2 separate regions of the Macaca mulatta genome follow, and region 2 is linked to region 1. A link is a contact called in public Hi-C data. All regions are on one chromosome and are shown on one strand. Each heading gives the region's core, a stretch centred on a gene start, on an enhancer-like site or on the middle of the called end of the contact. The rest is flanking DNA. Distances are from core to core; before and after follow the strand shown.

Evidence for each region. A called contact is a pair of places that touch in the nucleus more often than the background predicts.
Region 2: a contact with region 1 is called in a Hi-C map of liver, with 3 times the contacts expected there. The contact joins the promoter of NCBP2AS2 here to the promoter of FBXO45 in region 1. A contact is called at or near these places in 2 of 14 Hi-C or Micro-C datasets (fetal cortex germinal zone and liver).

The regions. Positions count from the first base shown.
Region 1 is chr2:2,100,070-2,107,074 of T2T-MMU8v2.0, reverse strand. It overlaps FBXO45 (F-box protein 45), which reads right to left and starts at 4,894. Exons shown (of 3, transcript XM_015132593.3): 1 at 4,252-4,894. The coding sequence starts at 4,569. WDR53 (WD repeat domain 53) reads left to right here and starts at 4,994. Exons shown (of 2, transcript XM_028843539.2): 1 at 4,994-5,035.
Region 2 is chr2:2,490,952-2,497,716 of T2T-MMU8v2.0, reverse strand. NCBP2AS2 (NCBP2 antisense 2 (head to head)) reads right to left here and starts at 5,279. Exons shown (of 1, transcript XM_015132596.3): 1 at 4,372-5,279. The coding sequence starts at 5,204. The coding sequence ends at 4,905. It overlaps NCBP2 (nuclear cap binding protein subunit 2), which reads left to right and starts at 5,373. Exons shown (of 4, transcript NM_001265847.1): 1 at 5,373-5,498. The coding sequence starts at 5,421. PIGZ (phosphatidylinositol glycan anchor biosynthesis class Z) reads left to right here. Exons shown (of 3, transcript XM_077991140.1): 3 at 199-2,514. The coding sequence ends at 1,727.

The sequences.
Region 1 (7,005 bases), core at 3,645-6,144:
AGTAATCTCTTAAAATGCAAAATAAGGCCGGGCGCGTGGGCTCACGCCTGTAATCCCAGCACTTTGGGAGGCCGAGGCGGGCGGATCACGAGGTCAGGAAATCGAGACCATCCTGGCTAACACGGTGAAACCCCGTCTCTACTAAAAATACAAAAATTAGCCGGGCGTGTGGCGGCGCCTGTAGTCCCAGCTACTTGGAGGCTGAGGCAGGAGAATGGCGGGAACCTGGGAGGCGGAGCTTGCAGTGAGCCGAGATCGCGCCACTCACTGCAGCCTGGGCGACAGAGTGAGACTCCGTCTCAAAAAAAAAAAGCAAAATAATCATACTACCAATCCCCACATCTCAAATCCTTCTTGCTTAAAACTCAAAATGGCTTCCCTATACTTTGGCCCCAGTTCACTTCTTCCATGTTTTTTTTTTTTTTTTTTTTGAGACGGAGTCTTGCTCTGTCGCCCAGGCTGGAGTGCAGTGGCGCGAACTCGGCTCACTGCAAGCTCCGCCTCCCGGGTTCATGCCATTCTCCTGCCTCAGCCTCCCGAGTAGCTGGGACTACAGGCGCCCGCCACCTCGCCCAGCTAGTTTTTTGTTTTTTTTTTTTTGTATTTTTTAGTAGCGACGGGGTTTCACCGTGTTAGCCAGGATGGTCTCGATCTCCTGACCTCGTGATCCGCCTGTCTCGGCCTCCAGCATCACCTTTGCTCTGTGCTCCAGCCACATTGACGTAGTTTCCATCCCTCACATTCATAAGGTTCCCTCCTGGAAGGCCGTTCTCGCTCCCCTTGGCCTACTTATCATCCTTCAGATCTCAGTACATGGATCACTTCCTCTGAGAAAGCCTTCCCTCACCTCTCTACCTAGGTTAAATCCTCCACTACAGACAATCAGAGCACTAGGTATCCTTCCTTCATACCACCATACCAGATGCAGTTTTACATCTGTGCGATTATTTCATTAATATCCATTTCCCCTACTAGACTGTAAGCTCCATAAGGCAAGCCATCCATAAGAGTCTGTGTTTCTTTTATCTGCCACTGCTTCTGCAAAACTGAGCATAGTGCCTGGCACTCATTTTTTTAAATAAAAATATGTTGTACAAACCTTTTACTTTCCTGTTGTACTGCTTCTGTTCAGAGTACTTCCTCTTCCTAAAATATTCAACTCCTTCTCATCTTTAAAATTCAGCTCAAATATAACCTCAACCTCAAATCTTCTCCAATCCTCCACTCAATTTGTAAATGTCTCCTTTCACTGAACTTCCAGTATACCTTTTTATGTCTGTAACAGTAAGGAGCAGTTTTTACCACACATTAACAGTTCTTTCCATACTTTTTTTTCTCCTCTACTAGATTGAAAGACTTTCCTGCTAGACTATTTGACTCCTTTTGAATTAATCTTTTATCCTGAAAATATTCAAGAAAAGTCCTACAATGTGTGAATGAACAGTGATTGGTACAAGTCTACAACATCTATAATGCACATAGCAGAAAGGCAAAGTATTAAAAACCTCAGAAACCTAAAATATCTCTGGAAGGATACAAATCGTAACACAGGTTGCATACCTGGAGAGGAACTGGGTAGCAGGGGGACAAGGATGAAAGGAAAACATTTTGCTTGATATTATTTTGCTTCTATTGAAGCTTGACTCACACGACACATTATCTATTACATATTATAATATGATTCTTGAATCATGTGAACATTTCTATTACAAGTCAATTACCAAAACAACAACTCCTAGTTTAGGCTGGGTGTAGTGGCACACGCCTGTAACCCCAGCACTTTGGAAGGCTGAGGTGGGAAGATCACTTGAGCCCAGGAGTTTGAGACCAGCCAGGCAACAAGGTGAGACCCCGTGTCTGTGAAAAATAAAAAAGGAGCCACTGTGGTAGCACATGCCTGTAGTTCCAGCTACTTGGGAGGCTAAGCTAAGGAGATCACTTGAGCTCAGGAGGTTGAGGCTGCAGTGAGCTATGATTGCGCCACTGCACTCCAGCCTAGGAGACAGAGTGAGACCCTGTCTCAAAAACAACAACAAAAACTCCTAGTTTAAAATAAGTAAAAACAATAAGCTTTATGGAAAAATAAAAACTAAATAAAATTTATGAAACCTACACATTTATAAAAGTAGGACAAAATTCCAATAATCTGCACTCACCTATATAAATTACAACCAGTATCCACTGAATAGCCACCATGCACAAATAGTCCTAGTAAATTATTGTTGGCCGGGCGCGGTGGCTCAAGCCTGTAATCCCAGCACTTTGGGAGGCCGAGACGGGCGGATCACAAGGTCAGGAGATCGAGACCATCCTGGCGAACCCGGTGAAACCCCGTCTCTACTAAAAAATACAAAAAATCTAGCCGGGCGAGGTGGCGGGCGCCTGTAGTCCCAGCTACTCGGGAGGCTGAGGCAGGAGAATGGCGTGAACCTGGGAGGCGGAGCTTGCAGTGAGCTGAGATCCGGCCACTGCACTCCAGCCTGGGTGACAGAGCGAGACCCCGTCTCAAAAAAAAAAAAAAAAAAAAAAAAAAAAAATTATTGTTATTTTGCTTAATAGAAAAACAACTTGAGGCCGGGTGCGGTGGCTCACGCCTGTAATCCCAGCACTTTGGGAGGCTGAGGCAGGTGGATCACGAGGTCAGGAGATCGAGACCATCCTGGCTAGCACGGCGAAACCCTGTCTCTAGTGGCGGGCGCCTGTAGTCCCAGCTGCTCGGGAGGCTGAGGCAGGAGAATGGCCTGAACCCGGAGGCGGCGCTTGCAGTGAGCCAAGATCTGGCCACTGCGCTCCAGCCTAGGCGACAGAGCGAGACTCCGTCCCCCAAAAAAAAGAAAGAAAAAAAGAAAAGAGAAACAACTTGATAGTTGACATATTTAATGGCAATGTTCCCTGTCTTCTATAACTAAAACCAGTTTTACTATAGAAGTATAAATTTTACATGCTTCACATGAAAAAAAATTTTTTACTTCTTACTCCGACCCCTGTTGGCAAGCTAGTATAACAAAGGGATGTTATCGCGTGGTGGCTCACGCCTGTAATCCCAGCACTTTCGGAGACCGAGGCCGACGGATCACCTGAGGTCGGGAGTTGGAGGCCAGCGTAACCAACATGGAGAAACCCCATCTCTACTAAAAATACAAAATTAGCCGGGTGTGGTGGCACATGCCTGTAACCCCAGCTACTCGGGAGGCTGAGGCAGGAGAATCGCTTGAACCCGGGAGGCAGAGGTTGCAGTGAGCCGAGATCATGCCATTACACTGCGTCTCAAAAAAAAAAAAAGGATGTTATCCTTTTAGTTACTAATGCATTTATTATGTTTACTACATTGCAATCAGACTTTATCTTCTCTTATATATGATCTTGGTTGACTGCTATACTGAACAGCTGTTAACCATTAAGCTGAACCCAAGGCCAAGACCCTTTGTTTATATGGCCTGAGAATCCTTTCAGCCCTACCACAACCTGTTCTTGACATTTTTATTTTGTATATGAAGGCGGGCGGAATACGCACAAGAATCTAGGAGAAAAAAAAGGACGCAGCGAAACTGTAATCAGCACCTTAGATGACAAACAGAAGAAGAGAGACACGCCATCCATGTGGAACTATTAAAAAGTTAGCAAGGAAACAGCCAACAACAGTAGGACAAAGCGGTATGTTAAGTGGTGCCCGTGGATGTTCTATAAAGGCCTGTATCTTTAAGTGAGCAGGATGACTAGGACTACACCCACTTGTGAGCCTCAAATATAGTGGAGGGAACTAAAGAGAACTTGGGGGAAAATAATGAAAAAAAAAAAGGTTAAAAATCAGAGTTTGGAAAAGATGAGATAAACGTGGAGTAAAAGCAAACTAGAAACTTAGAAACTAAGCCCCTGTTAAGGTAGCGGGGATTATTTAACATAATGAAGTCTATTTGGAGGCCAGGGGGAAAATTAGGATGAGGGCATTAAAAGGTACAAGAATGGTGGTCTGTCTTTAACGGGGAAAGCTGTCAAAAGTTGAATGAGTGATACAAACTACCTAGTTGTTTGAAAAGTGGATCACGGAAGTGGGGTGGGTTAAGGAGCAGAACTTCGATCCAAAGAAAAGAGAATCTTTATGTTGGGGGGAGGTGAGGAAGGTGCTGACTGGAGCCGTGGAAAGGCGGGCTGGTGAGGCGAGGCGTCTGACTCAGAAGCTTGGATAGAAACACCGGGAACGACGCCGGGGAGCGGGACTGGGGGCAGCGGTGTGGCCCGGGGCTCTCTCACCTTGGCCTTGTAGCTGGGCAGGTTGCAGAGGATGTCCGTGCGCAGAGCCTCTTCTGCCAGGCTGCGGGCGCACAGGCTCCGCCACACCTCGCTGTTCTCATCGCCGTGCAGGCAGCGGTACCAGTGCTTGCACACCAGGGCGCAGCTCCGCAGCTCGGACAGCTCCAGGTAAGAGAACACCAACTCCAGCACCCGGCTGGGCAGCCGGCCCCCGGCCCCCGCGGCCCCAGAGCCCGAGCCCGCGCCCGCGCCCGCGCCGCCGCCGCTACAGCCAGCGCCGCCCGAGGCTGCCCCAGCCCCCGGGGCCGGCGCCGCCATCGCCTCACCAGCCGGCCCGAGGGCCGCCGCCGCCGCCGCCGCTTCCCGCCGTCTCTGCTCGGAAGGCCAAGCCTCGCCCGGAGACCGGAGCGGCTCGCTCACCGCCCCTTTCAGTGCCAACCGCCGGCGCCTCCACCACTCCCGCCCCTGCCCGGGGGCGTCCGCCGCGCGCCCCGCCTCACTGAGGGCAGACGCACCGGCTGCACGGGCGTCTTCCGCCCCTCCCCCGCGGCTCAGCGAGGGCGCCGAAACCGCCCGACTCGCCCGGCCTCTCCGCGGCGCGCCAGTGGCTCCGCCATGCGGGTTGAGGGCACGAAGCAAGGGCGCACGCCCAGCTCGTTCGCGGTTCCTCTCGGCCCCGGATGTGACTGTTTGGCTGCGCCGCCTCGCGCCTTACGCTCGACGGGATTGGGCGCCGGCGGGTGAGGTCATCACTGGGCGCCGAGGAGGGGAGCGGGAAGAGCAGGTATGAGGCTGGGGCCGGTGGCTTTGATGCTGCTTTCCAGTGCCTTTTCCTCTTTCTGGTCTGGTGGCTCCGCGTCTGCTCTCCTGGGCCCCCTTTCCTGTGACGTTTCCCTGTGTCAGTTAGGTCCTTGCTTCAGACTCCAACTCAACGCGTGAAACTTTTCTTTCCTTGCTGGCCAGTTCCTAGCTCCCCCACCTTTTTGTGTAGCTTGGGCAGCGGAGGCCGTCTTGACCTGGTCAGGCCCTCTCGTTCTCCCCGAATATCGGCAGTTAGCCCAACGTCTGTGCCTGTGTGCCTTCGGAAAGTAAGGTGGCTGCGACTGAACACCCCCGCGCCCACTCCTTCGAGCGCCATTTGAGTGCTAATTAACTGCTTCTGTCTTTTGGACAAGGTGTGGTCTTTACTGGAGCCACCGCTTAGTAAGCAGATGAAGGCAATGTAGTTTTAGTCAATTAAACATTCCAATAGGGAGAATGACGTGGAGGCCATGATTATAGATGGATTCTTGGAAGGGGAAGAATTTCAGCATCCCAGCCTGGGCAACATGGAGAGACCGTGTCGCTACAAAATATAGAAAAATTAGCCGAGGGTGGTGGCGTGCGCCTCTGGTCCCAGCTACTTGGGAGGCTGAGCCCGGGAGGTCGAGGGTGCGGTGAACCATAATCGACTGCTGTGCTCTGGGCGAGAGAGTGAGCTCCTACCTCAGACACACACACACACACACACACACACACACACACACACACACACACACACACACACACACACACACACACACAGCTATATCCATCTCTTAGTCACACACACACACACACACACACACACCACACACACACACACACACACAGAGAGCTATATCCATCTCTTAGTCTCTAGTAAAAGCAAAGGAACGGCAGCTACCTTCCCTACCCTCTGATACATGGTGTTTGATTATTACTCGCCTGTCCGTTCTCCTCATATGTCTTTTTCACAAAGTCCAGTAACCGTAATTTTCATTCTTACCAATGCCAGCGCCACAGCCCTTCAGTCATTTTGGTTGCTATCCAGCTTCTCCACATCAAGTCCAGCTTTAGAAACCCCAAGCCGGTAAAGAAAAGTTGACCTCTGCTGACTATGGTGATGGTGACTCTCTCTCACTAATTTCTTTTAAGTTTTCGAGGATAAGCAGAGTTGATCCATCTGAAAACGAGATAATGAACTAGACAGAATGAACAGCCTTAAAGGCACAAGCACTTGAAAGGGACAGTGGTGGTATGACTGGTGCAGAGTGTTTCGAGATCATTCAGTTTTAAAGACTGGCCTTTATCCTGTCACAGTACAGCCGAGGTAGAACCTTTGAAGGATCCGATGTTTTTCTGGTGCGAATCTCTAGCCCAGTCGCTGAGGTGACTTTCAACGGCAGACCGTCTCCTAAGTGCCCCAGGTAGAATTTCAAAGTAAAAGATTACCCTTCTCAGCCCCTCCTTTTCTTTTTTACAAATCTTTCACCTGCTCATCACCCACCCCGCCAAGCCCCTTCCCCGTGTTCAGTACTCACTCTGCGCTCCGCCAAGCCCCTTCCCCGTGTTCAGTACTCACTCTGCGCTCCGCCAAGCCCCTTCCCCGTGTTCAGTACTCACTCTGCGCCCTGGCCGATGAGAACTGCCAGCTGCGGCACCTCACCCTTTTAAAAAATGCTTGGCCGGGCGCCGTGGCTCACGCCTGTAATCCCAGCACTTTGGGAGGCTAAGGCGGGCAGATCACCTGAAGTCAGGAGTTCGAGACCAGCCTGGCCAACATGGTGAAACCGTCTCTACTAAACATACAAAAATTAGCTGGTTGTGGTGGCCGCGTGCCTGTAATCCCAGCTACTCAGGAGGCTGAGGCACAAGAATCGCTTGGACCCGGGAGGCGAAGGTTACAATGAGCCGAAATTGCGCCATTGCACTCCAGCCTGGACAACAAGAGTGAAACTCTGTCTCAAAAAAAAA
Region 2 (6,765 bases), core at 4,030-6,529, 390 kb before region 1:
GAAAGAAGGGAAGGGAAGGAAGGAGGGAGAGAGGGAGGGAAGGCAGGGAGGGAGGGAAAAATCCATCCAGGGCACAGTCCCAGGGATTATGCAGGGCACACACACCAAGGGGTGGAAATGCTGGGTGCCACCCTAGAATTTTGCCCACTACATCCCTGAGCTTGGTACTGGCTCAGCTCTGCCTCTCCTTCTCTGCAGAGGACATCCTGGGCGTGCAGGCCACCCGGCCCTGGGAGTTTTACCCCAGCAGCCCCTGCCGCACAGTGGTCTTCCCCCTGCTGACCTCCGGCTCTACCTTCTGGCTGCTCAGGCTCTGGGGAGAGCTGGGGCCGTGGCCTGGCCTGGTGAGTAGCTATGCGCTGCTGGTGGGGCCGCGACTCCTCCTCGCTGCCCTTTCCTTCGCTCTGGACGGGGTGGTGTACCACCTGGCCCCACTGTTGGGGGCGGATCGCTGGAATGCCCTGGCCCTGCTCTCTGGTTCCTACGTCACCCTGGTCTTCTACACAAGGACCTTCTCCAACACCATTGAGGGACTCCTCTTCGCGTGGCTGCTGGTGCTGGTATCCCCCCATGTAATGTGGGGCCCTACATGCAAGGAGCCTGTGCCGGGTCCATGGTGGCACAGCTGGCTTCTTGGAGGCATCGTGACTGCTGGCTTCTTCAACCGGCCCACCTTTCTGGCCTTTGCTGTGGTCCCTCTCTACCTCTGGGGCACTCGTGGAGCCACAAACCCTGGCTTGAAGTCCCTGACCCGGGAGGCCCTGGTGCTGCTCCCTGGGGCGGCCCTCACAGCAGTGGTGTTTGTGGCCATGGACAGCTGGTATTTCTCCAGCTCCGCTACATCCAGGACCCTTGTCCTTACACCTGTCAACTTCTTGCACTACAACCTGAATCCCCAAAACCTGGCGAGGCATGGCACGCATGTGCGGCTCACTCACCTGGCAGTCAATGGCTTCCTGCTCTTTGGGGTACTGCATGCCCAGGCCCTGCAGGCCGCGTGGCAACAGCTGCAAGCTGGCCTCCAGGCCTCTTTACAAATGGGCCTCCTGAGGGCACTGGGTGCCTGGAGCCTGCTGTCCAGCCCCAGGTCCTATCTCCTTCTCCTTTACTTCATGCCCCTAGCCCTGCTGTCTGCCTTTAGCCACCAGGAGGCTCGGTTCCTGATTCCCCTCCTGGTCCCCCTAGTCCTGCTTTGTAGTCCGCAGACCCAACCTGTGCCTTGGAAGGGCACCGTGGTCCTCTTCAATGCCCTCGGTGCCTTCTTCTTCGGCTGCCTGCATCAGGGGGGCCTGGTGCCTGGCCTGGAGTACCTGGAGCAGGTGGTCCATGCCCCTGTGCTCCCAAGCGCACCCACCCACTACACACTCCTCTTCACTCACACCTACATGCCCCCCCGGCACCTCCTCCACCTCCCAGGCCTGGGGGCACCAGTGGAGGTGGTGGACATGGGTGGGACTGAGGACTGGGTCCTGTGCCAAGCCCTGAAAAGCTTTACCAGACAACCAGCCTGCCAAGTGGCTGGTGGGCCATGGCTCTGCCGCGTCTTTGTGGTGACCCCTGGCACCACCAGGGGTGCCGTGGAGAAGTGCAGCTTCCCCTTCAAGAATGAAACACTTGTATTTCCCCATCTAACCCTGGAGGATCCACCAGCCCTGTCCTCCTTGCTGAGTGGGGCTTGGAGGGACCACCTCAGTCTTCACATCGTGGAGCTGGGGGAAGAAACCTGACAATATGACAGGGCACCCACCGCCCACGATTCAGCCATAGAAGTTGCTGCCCCACCTTCTACTTGGGTAGCTGGGCTGGGACGCGGGGACAGGGCCCAGGTTCTCCTTCACGACTCCCACTGCTGCCTCTCCTGGGCACGGCTGTTCTGCCTTCTGGGTGAGCTGGCACCCCTCTCCCTGAGACCAAAGATCTGACCTGTCAGTCCTGATGTCAAGGTCCCCAAAGAACCAGGTGTAAGTGATGACACCTGTCGGTTCCTGCCCTACTGCTTCCAGCCACTGTGATGTTTGAAACATGTAATAGTACCTGGTTGGGAAAAAGAATGAACTGCCAGTGACATTCCCCAGCGACCTCTCCCAAACTTCCCATGATGCCTTGCCCTTGCTGTCATGACAACCTCTGGCTTCCTGAGACCGATCTGCCTATCCAAATAATGTGGAAGTCAGTGTGATGAAGTATAGAGAACAGGTGGCCCAGATCCAGGGGACCCAACTTCTAGCCCCTTGGTCTGTCACCCCCTCGCTGTGTGATCTTGAGAAAGCCCCTTCCACTCTCCCACCCCACTTCCCAGTCTGTTGGGATCAGAGGATCTTTGAGGTGTCTGCCAGCTAACATCGTGTCATTCCTGGAATCCACAGTACACGTCCCCCGTCCTCGACAGGCACAGCTCTCACAAAGCTCTTTAAGCATGGAAGTGGGAGTTGTGTCGTACTTCATGGCCCTCTGATGCCTGCTGTCTCAGTGTTTGCAAACAAGTAATGTTTGAAATATATAATTGCACCTGGAGATTTTCTCCCTACTTTCTTTTACTCCTGTTCCTGAGAGGTGGTGGGAAACTCTCCAGCCATTTCTGCACCTTGTCCTTAAGAGTCATTCTCCTGACTGGGCGTGGTGGCTCACACCTGTAATCCCAGTACTTTGAGAGGCCAAGGCGGGCAGATCTCGAGGTCAGGAGTTGAGACCAGCCTGGCCAACATGGTGAAACCCTGTCTCTACTAAAAATACAAAAATTAGCTGGGTGTGGTGGCGGCGCCTGTGGTCCCAGCTGCTCAGGAGGCTGAGGCAGGAGAATGGCTTGAACCCAGGAGGCGGAGGTTGCAGTGAGCCGAGATCGCGCCACTCACTCCCGCCTGGGAGACACAGCGAGACGGTCTTGGGGGGAAAAAAAAAAAGTCATTCTCCCAGATTAGGGAGCCAGATGTTCTCCCTCCTTAGAAGAACTGTGGGTCTCAAGCCCTCCCATCCTGCCCCAGAGAGCAGGGAACACACCATGCTCAGCTAGTGTCTGGTTACCAGCCTCAATTTTTCCGATGGCTTCAAGCTTCTAGATTGCATGATTATCTGTGTTGCCTAATTAGAAATGATCAGATCTGGGTGTGGTGGCTCACACCAGTAATCCCAGCACTTTGGGAGGCAGAAGCAGGAGAACTGCTTGAGACCAGGAGTTCAGGACCAGCCTGGGAAACAAAATGCAATGCCATTTCAACCATAAAACACAAAACAAAACAAAATTGTGGCTGGGCACGGTGGCTCATGCCTGTAATCCCAGCACTTTGGGAGGCTGAGGCAGGCAGATCACAAGGTCAGGAGATCAAGACCATCCTGACCAACATGGTGAAACTCCATTTCTACTAAAATACAAAAAACTAGCCAGGCATGGTGGCGCACATCTGTAATCCCAGCTGCTCGGGAGGATGAGGCAGGGGAATCACTTGAACCCGGGAGGTGGACGTTGCAGTGAGCCGAGATCACGCCACTGCACTCCAGCCTGGTGACAAAGTAAGACTCTGTCTCAAAAACAAAAACAAAAAAACCTGTTTTTAATTAGCTGCGCATAGTGTCATGGGCCTGTAATCCCAGCTACTTGGGAGACCCAGGGAGGAAGCTCGATCACTTGGCCCAATAGGTCGAGGTTGCAGTGACAGCTAGTATCATGCCACTGCACTCCAGCCTGGGCAAGAGTGAGGCCCTGTCTCAAAATAATAAATAAATAAATCAGAAATTTAGCTAGGAGCTTCAAATGACAAGACATTTGTATATACAGTGGATTTCCTAATCATGGGTCCACTAACTTGCTGGACCATAGTCTTAGTTTCGTATGCCTGACCCTCTAAAATGAGGGATGAGTCCAGGTAGCTCATTCCATGGCAGGCAGCAGTCTTTTTTTATTTTTGAGACAGGTTCTCGCTATGCTGCCCAGGCTGGTCTCATCTCAGGCTCATGCGATCCTCCTTCCTCTGCAGTGGCTTGGATTAGACACAACTGCCACCACGCCTGCTCCTAGGCAGTAGTCTTAATGCCTGATGATGGGGGGTTGGGGAAGGAAGGAAAGTATCAGGGTAAATCTTGCAGAGCTGTGTTAAGGACTTAGGCCCTGGAATCAAATGCCTCTGCTCACATCCCACTCTGCAAGACTTTGGGCAACTTAAGCAGCAGCCTCTGTTTCCATCGGAGTGGCTCTTGCCTCTAATCCCAGCATTTTGGGAGGCTGAGGCAGGACGATCACTCGGACCCAAGAGTTCGAGACTACCCCATCTCTACAAAAAAATCCAAAAAGTAATCTGCTTGCTCATGCGGATGTGGTTGTAAGGAGTAAGCGAAATAACACGCAGAGTGCAATGAGCAAGTCCCAGCACAAAATACTCATTTCATAAAATACGTGTTTATTATTGCCATAGGCCTACAGTCCCCGGTATTCTCAATATATCTTGCCTGAGAAGTATCACACTCATGCCTATTAACCAGCTCATACATTTTTTTAATCAAAAGAATTTGGCAGTTGTAGGGTTGTCTTTTCATTCACATCGTCCCTGGAATTAAGTGTCCTGCTACACCAGTGCAGATTCAGCAGCATCTGTCAAGAGTGTCAGTTCCATCTGCAGAGGAAAGGCTCTCTGGCTTCGGTCCGTGGCTCTCCGCGGGTGCGGTGTCTGGACCCAGCCTATCTTCATCTCTGTTAGGCTTCGGGGTCTTTCTCCACACGGTGTCTTGTCCAATCAAAGGACTTCAGCGGAGCCTGCGGTCTGGCCTAGGCTCTTCTGCGTGGGATGTCTGCAGGCCAACAATCCGAGTCGGGGTTCGAAGCCGCGCGCAGTGCCCGGAACGACCCCTCCACGTCGAGGCCAGTGTAGAGCCCGGAAGGCAAAGTAAAGGCCTCGGCCCCGCACAGCCCAGGCTTAAATGTTTGCGCCAGGGCCCCTCTGGCTACCTGGTGGTGGCCCCGAACGGCCACGGAGGCCGCGGCGTAGCTCCTGGGTGAAGGTGTCTCTGAATCGCCCAGCGCGGCGGCACAGGGAGCCTGCGGGGCCAGCCGCGAGGTCCTGCAGGCGGCGGGCCGCGTCCTGGCCCCGCAGCTGGGCCTGCAGCAGAGCGAAGGCCGTGAGCTGCGCCGCACGTCGGATAGGCCGAGACTCGGACAGGCGTTCCACCAGCTGCGGGCTGTGCAGCAGGGCCGCCAGCAGCCGCCGAAGCACCATCTTCCCCAAGCGCCCGGGAATCCGACCTCGCCGCCCTAGTCTTCCGCCCGGCGGCGCCCGACCCGGACGTCATCTGCGCCCGCGCAGCTTGATGACGACACTGCCGCCCTCGGATTGGGTCCAATGAGATGCGCGCTTCCGCGCGTTTCCGCTTCCGCCACGGCAGACGCCACCTCGTGCCGGGAATCGCCGCGTCCTCGTCCGCTTCTCTGCGCTATGTCGGGTGGCCTCCTGAAGGCGCTGCGCAGCGACTCCTACGTGGAGCTGAGCCAGTACCGGGACCAGCACTTCCGGGTGAGGGAGGCCGGGCCGCGAGAGGGGAAGGCCCTGGGCCAGAACGCTGAGAAACGGTTTGCTCTTGTCTCATTGTGTCGCCTCCCGTTCTGCTGCAATCCCCAAACGCCAAGTGGGGCCCCGGTGCCGGCTGGGGAGGCAGGGAGCGGGTGCTGGGGGGGCGCTTGGACATCACTGAAGCCGCTGGCTCTGGAAGACAGGGCATTTGAGGCTCGCTTTCCTGTTCCCTCCAGCCGCTCCCTGCACCCGAGCCGGTGCCGAGAGGCCTGAGCGCTGATGGTAGTGGCGGCTCCCGTTTCCAGGTTGTACCTCGCAGATGGCTGCGTAACAAGGGCGGGGTGCCCTTCTCTCTCCCAGAGTGTGCAGAGGCGCCTTCTTGATGCAGATTCGGGGCTTTTTACGTTCTTTTTTATTTTTTTTATTTATTTTATTTATTTTTTTTTTTTTTGAGACGGAGTCTCGCTCTGTAGCCCAGGCTGGAGTGCAGTGGCCGGGTCTCAGCTCACTGCAAGCTCCGCCTCCCGGGTTTATGCCATTCTCCTGCCTCAGCCTCCCGAGTAGCTGGGACTACAGGCGCCCACCACCTCGCCCGGCTAGTTTTTCTGTATTTCTTAGTAGAGACGGGGTTTCACTGTGTTAGCCAGGATGGTCTCCATCTCCTGACCTCGTGATCCGCCCATCTCGGCCTCCCAAAGTGCTGGGATTACAGGTGTGAGCCACCGCGCCCGGCCTACGTTCTTTTTTAAATCGGCGAAGCAGTGCCCTTCTCTGGGAGGATGGTCTTAGGGAAGCTGTACGCGGTGCGTGGGAGACACAAGTGAAGTCCTCACTCCGCCCTCGGGGAGGCTTCGGAGTGGGGAGGGGGACCCGCCAAGCTGGGCACTTTGAGGGTGTTTGGATGTGAAGATCGGAGAATTGCTGGATTTCAGAAGAGAGAAATTTTTAGTCCGGACTATATCACAGTATGTTTTGTGGAAAAAGGGGAGGCCGCAGATATACAAAGTAGGCTTTTCAGTATCAGCAAAGGTAGGGATGGAATACGGTTGAGGGGTGGCGGCGCGGGACTCATTAACCCGGTTATTTAGTAAACATTTGTTGAGTGCTGTCACCAAAGCCTTGTGCTAAACCCTGGGGGGAAGGGAAGACAGTTTCTGTACTCTGCGAGCTCATAATCCCCTGTAGTGTGGATTATCAAAGAATCTAAGGTGGAAGTGAGTTAAAAGAGAGGCTGTGAGAATTCAGAAAAAGGGGAGAAATCCCCTTGTGA